Regions from separate parts of the Mus musculus genome. Here all the other regions are linked to region 1. A link is a contact called in public HiChIP or PLAC-seq data. All regions are on one chromosome and are shown on one strand. The core of a region is the stretch at or near the end of the contact, and the rest is flanking DNA. Distances in the headings are between cores, read along the strand shown.

Region 1 (2,779 bases), core at 171-2,670:
GACCTCACAATGCATGCAGAGAACATCTGAGAGGCTGACGTGTTGACTGATGCAGTTCTTACCGACGTGGCAGCCCCTGAAGGACACCCATAGATAGAAAGAGTCCTACTTCAGGAGACACTCCTTTTCCTTCATCCTGCCCCTATCAAGCTTGCATGGGATTTTATTTAGTAAAATAAAGCACAGACCACATTCTACTAAGCCTTTGAGACCATCTCTCGGGGTCTGTACCCTGTTTTCCATCATAGACCTCATGATATGAAATAGTTCTGGTCTTGTAAGGTACACTGAAGAATGTTCCTGGAAACAGCTTAAAACAGGGTCATCATAAACGGAGATAGAGGTCTAAATGATTAAAACTATGTTGTACTGATCGATGTCTATTTCAAAGATTCTTTCTCTAGACAAATTATCTTGGTCTTATTTATTTGTAACCACGTTGCAGCAAACACCCACACCCATTTTAGTCCATGCCTCTAAGCCTCTAAGAGTGTTTCATAGTAGGTGAACTGGTATGCTTTTAAAGAAATGAGCCAGGAATTGTACTTACAGATAAGTATTATTAATAAGTCGAACTCACTTCCAGTGGCTGGACGCCTGTGCTGAAATGCAGCTCATGCTAAGAATTCTATTTGAAACTTGTCTTCAGCCACTCTCTGAGCAAATTAACTGTGTCACAGAAGACAAAGGGCCTTTATTTTACTGTCACTTTTCTGTTTTTTTTTTCTGAACAGTTTTACCAAGCAAGATCACCTGTGCCCCCCATCCCCACCCCCATGCTGACATGAACGACTTCAGCTATTTCTGAAAGTCTAGTAAATCTTCAGAGTCAGGGCATAGAAAGCAGCGGGCAGCTGACTGGATGTGCAAGTGCACAAGTCAGTATCAGAACAGAAGCATCGAACAAACGGACACACTAAAACCAACCAACCAACCAACCAACCAACCAACCAACCAACCAACCAACCAACCAACAAAAAAGCCCCTGGTGACTGTACTCCCAGAACAGGCATACAAGTCGCTTGCATAATTATTTTGAAAGGAGGAACACTTGACTGTGCAAGTGCTACCATGCTCAAAAATAATTTTATTAAATAAGCAGGCCTTGCAGTCTCAATGGCAATGAGCAAGCAGAAGCCCTGAAACTGTGCCTCTAGGTGCTTTCAATAGAGATGTGCCAAGGACAGCCCTTCCCTGAGAACCGAGGCAGACAGAAGTGGCAGCAGAAGGTGAGGGTTTTAAACATAAGAAGGCCAAGCGATGCCATTGCCAGCAAAGCACCGTTTCTTCAATGTTGGAAACTATGGTTACTAGTTAAAATGTCAAATCCTCTTTTGTTGACAAAAGCTCAAAGGGAACCAGTTCTGTCCCTGACTGAGCCGTACTGTAAGGGCAAGAGATTCTTTCTGAAGGGCATGCCTCCTAATAACGTTCATTAACTTCTGTTTGGTTGCCTAAGAGTTGTCTCTTATCCAAAAACAGTTGAACGCCGGCTCAAAAAAGAGATTGTGTTTATTTAAGCTTGTTGGAAAAACATTCCTATCATTTCAAGAATGACTAAATATTTTTCATTCACATAGTTCGCATTCCAGACTATGTTTTCCTGCCTCTGTTGATTACATGAAAATTAGCAGGCCCGGTCTGATCTATTAGACACAATTATTACTGTCTTCCCGAGAAAACCACGAGGCTCCTTAGCAATAATCCCGTTTAAGGTACAGGAGGCGGACAGGAGGGGCAGACAGAGAGGAGCTCACCCCCGTATGCTGCTTCAGCCAGAAAATGTTCAACAGACCTGACTGCTGGACCTGGGAACTTAGACGCAGCGCCTGTGCATCAGCTCTGAACAAGTATGAGTGATTCAGGCAGCAAGCCTTTGAAGAGCTGAAGGACCACAGTCGTTTGTGTTTGCAGAGCTTTGATCACCCTGGTGGTTTTATTCAAATCAAGTGCAAAGGAGAAGGCGCAAGCTTGTCTGTGTGGAGCAGACAATGCAACCTGGCTGGGAGCAAGGATAAACATGTCTTCCCAGCTAAATGACTTCTGCACATGTTGGTTCACACCTGTTTAGCTCCCATGATATGTGATGGATACCTAGAGAGCTGCTTGTGGAATGTGCACAGCTATGAAAAAAAAAAATCATAAAATTTGACAAGTCATAGTTAGTTTGATGGGGAGGGTCTTTTACATCCATTTCATCTATATTGGAATACTATCTTAACTATCTCAAGATATTTTAAACGATCAGAGAAAAAACAAAAGTACCAAAAAATTTATGACTGAAGTGCTCTGGCACTTAGGTTTAAGACCTTAGGGTAACACACGGTCATTTGGCATCCAACATATGACCTTATTTGGACAAGGAGAAAATAGACTGTCTTATATTTTAATTCCCATTTATGGAATATGTTTCCAGGACATTCAGAGTTAAAAGATGAAACAGCGTGCCTAGCGCTCTTGAGGATATTACAAGTATTTTATTATTCTTGGCTTACTAATAATAGTAGCATCGATGGCACCGAAACACTGCCACCCATGAGCTGAGTTTTGATCCCTGTTATGTAGCAGAATGCTAATGACATGTGACTGTGCCATCTCTGACTTCCTTGCCCTTCTGGGGGTCAGCCCAACTCTCCTTCACTCCCCACTACTGAAGCAGCAGCTTCAATCAACCGAGATACTGTGCAGAAAGGAACATGATGGCCAAGGCGGGGCTGGAAACATTTTTTTTTTCTTGTTTCAAGGAATTCCCACCCAGATATGTGCCTGGTACAGAATT
Region 2 (2,779 bases), core at 210-2,709, 120 kb before region 1:
ATGCCCCAGTACAGAGGAATGCCAGGGCCTAGAAGTGGGAGTGGGTGGGTAGGGAAGCATGGTGGGGGAGGGTATAGGGGACTTTTGGCATAGCATTTGAAATGTAAATGAAGAAAATATCTAATAAAAAATTGAAAAAAAAAAGAATTTAGAGCTGGCCATTCTCCCGCTGGAAGAAAACCACACTGACCACTCATAGGAGACTGGAGTGGGTATCCTGCTTCAAAAGACCATTGTGCTTGTAGAACAAAACCTAGCCTGGCTGCCCTCTGAGAAGCTCTACCAGCAGCTGACTGAGACAGATGCAGATACTCACAGCCAAGCATTGGTCTGAGGTCAGGGGATCTGGGGATCCCTATGGAAGAGTTAGGGGAAGGATTGAAGAAGCTGAAGGCGATGCCAACCCCATTGGAAGAACAACAGTGTCAGCTAACCTGAACCCCTGGAAGCTCCCAAAGTCTGAGCCACCAACCAAAGAGCATACATGGGCTGGTCCAAGGCCCCAAGGGACCTATGTAGAAGAAGACTGCCTCATCTGGCCTCAGGATGCGCTTAATCCTGTAGAGATTTGATGCCCAGGGGGAGTGAGAGAATATGGGGGGCACCCTCTAAGAGGCAAAGGGGAGGGGAGTGGGAGTGGGGAGAACTTTGCTATGGGGGCTTGGAGGGGCAACATTTGAAATGTAAATTAATTAACTAATTAATTAATTTAATTAATCATTTAAAAAAGAAGATAGAGAAACAGCCCGAAGGTCCTCAGTGAAGGCAAGTGCATCCATTGTGTGGAGAATATCTGCAATGTCTCTGCTTCTGCCCTACTTTTCTCCCAGTCTTGTCTAATGGTCAACAAAAGGATGTGGCTATGCACAACATACCTATAACCTCAGTCCCCAAGAGACGGAGACTGAAGATTTAAGAGACTGAGGCCAGACCCTGTGTCCAAACAACAACAAAAAGATTGAGAGATGGGATGTAGTGCATCTTCTGACACCTGAGCCCCAGTGAGAAATAAGAGAGTACATCACAAATGCCTTCTGGTGGCCAGCCAGACTCTGCTTGTCGCTCCCCAAGCAACTACAATCCATGGATTCATCAAAACCTCCTCTTGTCAAACACTGAAAAATAAAAGAACTTATGACTTCCAGAAAATACCATTAGGAGGCAATCAGCCTTCAGATCTAGGCCATATACAGCCCCAGGGACAGCTGGGATACATGGGCCATTACTGCCCCAGTACAAATTGAAGTCCTTTCCTTTGTGGTCTTGGAAGATTGGGACAATATTTATGAAGATTGTAGTGGCAGAGAGGGAAGAGGACATGGATTTTGTGGCATTGGTGAGGTCTATTTTGTCCCGTATTTATTTCTTTGTAAATCATCTCTCTTAGACTTGTTCCTACAGCGGTAGATATGACTCATCGATGGGTTACTAACGCAGAGGACATAACTGTCCCCGCTGTTGCCTGGCCTCCACTACAGTGCCAAATATTTAGATTATTCTGCAGGCAACAGGTCTTAAGACAGGAAGTCTCAAGAAATGTTTTGCAAATAGCTGTCATCTGAGTCAGGCACATTGTTCCTCCAGTGAAGTTGGGGGTTGACGGATTTAATTAGGGTGAATAGGTGAAGGGAGAAAAACTGTTATTTTCCTTGGGGACCCATGTTCTCCGCAAAACCAGAAATGTTTATGCAATGAGTTTCTTCCTAAAAATTCAGAACACTTCAAAAATCCCCACTAATTGTATTCTCAGCACGGTGCTGCAGTTTGGTGAGCTTGGGATGTGAATGTGCTTTTAGGGCAGTGACACGTGGCCTTGCCACCCTTAGATGTTAAACAAAAGAAGAAGAAGAAGCTGAAAATGTATTGTATATATCACTCAAGGTCTGTAGATCCCAACCTTGTGCATGGAGAGGAGAATATTTAAAGATATTTTAGGGACTTTACAATGTAATCAGCACACAGAATCTTCCTGTAGTTCGTTCCTAGTCGGAAGACTTGAAAGTGGTGGATGGTACTTTCTTCCTTGACTTATGTGGAGAAATTTGATTTTAACATCTTTGATTGTAGGGTGTTTGCATTTTTCCATTATTTCAGTTTTATGATCGTAAGTCATAGTTTGTTTTCTGTTGCTCGGGTAAACACCAGAACCAAAAGCAACATGGGAAGGAAATGGCTTATTTGGCTTATCACAGTCCATCATTGAAGGAAATCAGACACTGAATCAGAGACAATAAAGGACTGCCGGTGACCGACTTGTTTGCTACGGCTTACTCAACCTGCTTTCTTACACAACCCAGACCCCCCTATCTATGGGTGATACCACCCACAGTAGGCTGAGACCGCCCACATCACAGACAACTTATCTGATAGAGGCAATTTGGAGATTCCCTCTTCCGAGATATGTCTAGGTTTGTGTTGGGTCGATCAAAACGAGCAAGCACTCCCTGGATGATGATGCATAGAGCTATCTGTGATGGACACAACTCCATGGTGTATTACAGCCTTTAGGGTTAGAAAGTGAAGGTGACCTGTAAAGGTTTCTTGGATGACAGAAATGCTCCCCAAAGAATAATAGCAACCTGATCTGATATCATGAAGTTTAAAATTTCCATTCCTGGGTCACAGAGGACATGTTCCAAACGCTCGAGATCCACTTGTGCAGTGGCTACCAAACCGGTCAGCTCAGGGCTATGGAATCTTCCCAGGCTGGCTGATGGTTCTGAGGTTGGATCTCGTCTTGTTTGAGGTCATAGATTTGATTTTCTGATTTGTTTTTGTT
Region 3 (2,779 bases), core at 160-2,659, 65 kb before region 1:
TTCAATGATTCTAATTAGCTTTTTGACTGGGAAAATTAAGCTAATGAATTTGGAGTGTACTTTCCAAATAGTTTTCTTGTGTGAGTTCTGACTTCTTCATCCAGCTGAGATTTTTGAGTCTGCATCTAGCTTTATCATTTTCTCAGATAATAGAGCCAGGTAATACAGACTGAAAGCAAGCATTTTTTTTCTTGTCATTTTCCAAGGGAATGTAGTTAACTAACAAGCTGACTTGTTTACTTGAAAATCATCTTTTATTGCTGGCTCTGGAGCCTGTGATGTCATCTCTTTGGATAACCTGTTTTACAAACAAGGAACAAATGATAAAATGTGGTGTGTGAAGAATCTACAGAGATAGTTATGCTATGTAGGTTTTTCTTGTAAAAGCAGTCTCTTCCATCCAAAGTAATAGTTATATTCTCAGCAGAGTGAGGAACCAGGGCAATCTCTTGGCCAGGCCATTGGTTCTTGCCAACATAAAACTGTGTATGGGTTTGGGTCTGGGAAAGGCGGGGCACGAGGGTAATGGAGAGGGAGGGGCTTGCAGAATAGCTCCCACAAGGCCAGTGTGGGCACGCTCAGATTTCCAGCAGTGCTGTTGGTTGCCTAGTGTGGCTGGGCCAGAGACTAGTAGCCTGCTCCCTTCAGGATAGCCCTTTTTGTATTTCTCAGCTCTTTGTTAATCAGGATTTCTTTACACTCTTAACGTTTATTGAGAGCCTCAGAGGGCACTCATACATAATTGAATTGGTCAATATTTACTGTATTAAAAGTAAACACGAATAAAAGATTAATTCATTCAAAGTATCAAAGTTCAATGATTAATTCTTATATAAATGGTAAGTTTTAATAGGCTATAACTTTAAAGGTTGGTTAGAGAAGTGTCATTGGTGTTTGTTTTTGTCAGTCTTGTTGATGTACGGCACAGTTGAAGGACATGAGCCTCGGCTCCGCCTCTGCATTCAGTCTGCCCTTTGGAATGTTACACTGTACACTGGGACAGTCTGAGTGAACTGGAGTGTGTATATGGCCAAAGTACATGATGCACTTGAAAGACATGGTATGAAGCCTAACACTATGCTCAATCACAACAATAATAAATTTAAAAAGAAGACAAGCCATATTTTAATAATGTTAAGATAAGTTTGCGTTCCTGCTCCTCTAGAATCTCAGTGACTCTCAGATTGTGCCTGGGCCACACTTTGCGATCACTGGGACTAATGTATACGTTGTCTGAGAGCAGAGAGCATTTCTGTAGCGTTCTTAGGACCTGGAGAATACCTTTACATCCACTCCTTCAGCGTGCTTACTGGTTCAGCTTTCCCCCTAACATTCCAGGGACAAGCACCGTCTGGTGACTCAGAGTGCAGCTTCCTCCTCGGGAGCCTTTCCTTCAGTTAGTCAGGCTGTGAGAATCTCTGCTGCCTTTGACTCGGCTGCTAGCTGGGTGCCAGCGTGCCCCTTGATGATGCGTGTGACTGCAGGCTGGGTGCAAATCAAGATAAGTCACCGAAGGGGAAGAGACAGTCTCACTTGAGTGCAGAGAGTGAATTCTAGGAAGTCTTGGAGGTTGCCAGGAGAACTAAGTTGTAATTGTTTTCTAGAAACAGAGTGAGTATGTTTTCGGGGGTAAATTGGTATCCATGCTGCTCCCCAGGCAGCCTAAGCCGAGAATTCACATTCTCGGTAGCAAGGCAACGGCAGGTGCCTGGAGAGCAAGTGGGAACAGTCGCTAGTCTGAAAATGTCAGGTTCATCTTCCCCAAACTGATGGCGGAAAGATGTACGCTTCAGCTCAGAACAGGCGCGTTGCGAAGGATTAGGCGTTCAAGCTTCCGATAGATAAAGAGTAAACAAGCGGTATCAAAAGGTATCTCAAGGATTGTGCGGTAAACTGTTTAATAAAGTAAGGGTACAGCTGATGTTTGCAACAATTGGAACAAATCTATTAGTTACAGCGGGGAAGCTCTCTGTGGGGATAGTGGCTTACAAACAGTTGGCTCTGCATTGGACTCACGCCGGAATGGAAGTGAAAGCGGTCTCTAAACACCATGATTCTGTCTGCTGTCTGAGAGTGAGTGATCGTGGCATTTTCTAACTGCTTGTCTGTTGGGCACAGAAAGACATCGCGGAACACTCCACTAATAGTCTCTGAACTTCTCTCTCTGTCCTGTTCTTCCTGGGCCATGTCCTGCTGCCTTTAGCGCTTCAGCATGGAAGGGATCTCAAATGTCATTCAGAATGGCCTCCGCCACACCTTTGGAAACTCAGGCGGAGAGAAACAGGTGCTCCGTTTTCCTTCTTTTCCTCACCCTCTGCTTGCTCCTGTGCTCTGCGAGGGCCCTGAAAGTTGTCACTTTTACTAATTGACTGAGAGCATGGGTGGAAGGGGAGGGCTGCAGGTTCATTCTGTCTGTGTCTGAACCGAGATGGACAGAATCTGCCTTTGGGGAGAAAGCGTTGGGATTGGACAACAGACCGATTGCATCCTTAAGCAGGTTTCAGGGCCCCGTTTTCATGCCCACCTTTAACAAATAGATGTTAATAAACTGACGTAATGGCTTGCATGATCGTGAAAACAACTGAACTGGAACATGATACATTGCTGCTAAAATTTAGAAAAGAAGATCTCATTTCGAGGAGAATGTGGCCAGAGCTTTGTTACCTTTGAGATTAGAGTCTTAGGTAAAAAATATGCAGCGAGCAGATCTTACCTCTTTTATCTGACGTTGGGCGTTTTGTATGGTGAGCCAGCTCAGTCGTCAGCCTAGTGAGGAGTA

Evidence for each region. HiChIP or PLAC-seq counts read pairs in DNA pulled down with a chosen protein or histone mark.
Region 2: a contact with region 1 is called in an HNF4G HiChIP or PLAC-seq map of pancreatic cancer cells. The contact joins two enhancer-like sites. A contact is called at or near these places in 2 of 15 datasets of contacts at CTCF or cohesin (CD8 T cells and the NIH/3T3 cell line), 4 of 484 Hi-C or Micro-C datasets (the HL-1 cell line, embryonic stem cells, group 2 innate lymphoid cells and 1 more) and 3 of 115 datasets of contacts at active chromatin or transcription factors (embryonic fibroblasts, pancreatic cancer cells and vascular smooth muscle cells).
Region 3: a contact with region 1 is called in an H3K27ac HiChIP or PLAC-seq map of embryonic fibroblasts, with 13 read pairs. The contact joins two enhancer-like sites. A contact is called at or near these places in 1 of 15 datasets of contacts at CTCF or cohesin (the NIH/3T3 cell line), 4 of 484 Hi-C or Micro-C datasets (embryonic fibroblasts, liver, muscle stem cells and 1 more), 4 of 115 datasets of contacts at active chromatin or transcription factors (embryonic fibroblasts, extraembryonic endoderm stem cells, liver and 1 more) and 3 of 9 other capture datasets (adipose tissue, embryonic stem cells and liver).

What each region holds. Positions count from the first base shown.
Region 1 is chr17:78,321,637-78,324,415 of GRCm38.p6, reverse strand. All of the region lies in intron 7 of Crim1 (cysteine rich transmembrane BMP regulator 1 (chordin like)), which reads right to left. Among named protein-coding and RNA genes, the nearest start is that of Gm52306, 12 kb to the left of the region's middle. Within about 2 kb of position 1,420, at least 58 of the 459 cell types and tissues checked have an H3K27ac peak or open chromatin away from gene starts, as enhancers often do. A contact at or near this core is called in the HL-1 cell line, the NIH/3T3 cell line, embryonic fibroblasts and 2 more, where this site is marked.
Region 2 is chr17:78,443,756-78,446,534 of GRCm38.p6, reverse strand. No RefSeq gene overlaps it. Among named protein-coding and RNA genes, the nearest start is that of Gm32464, 19 kb to the left of the region's middle. Within about 2 kb of position 1,459, at least 49 of the 459 cell types and tissues checked have an H3K27ac peak or open chromatin away from gene starts, as enhancers often do. A contact at or near this core is called in the HL-1 cell line, the NIH/3T3 cell line, embryonic fibroblasts and 1 more, where this site is marked.
Region 3 is chr17:78,386,496-78,389,274 of GRCm38.p6, reverse strand. The region is part of intron 5 of Fez2 (fasciculation and elongation protein zeta 2 (zygin II)); the gene reads left to right. Among named protein-coding and RNA genes, the nearest start is that of Gm32336, 12 kb to the left of the region's middle. Within about 2 kb of position 1,409, at least 57 of the 459 cell types and tissues checked have an H3K27ac peak or open chromatin away from gene starts, as enhancers often do. A contact at or near this core is called in the NIH/3T3 cell line, embryonic fibroblasts, liver and 1 more, where this site is marked.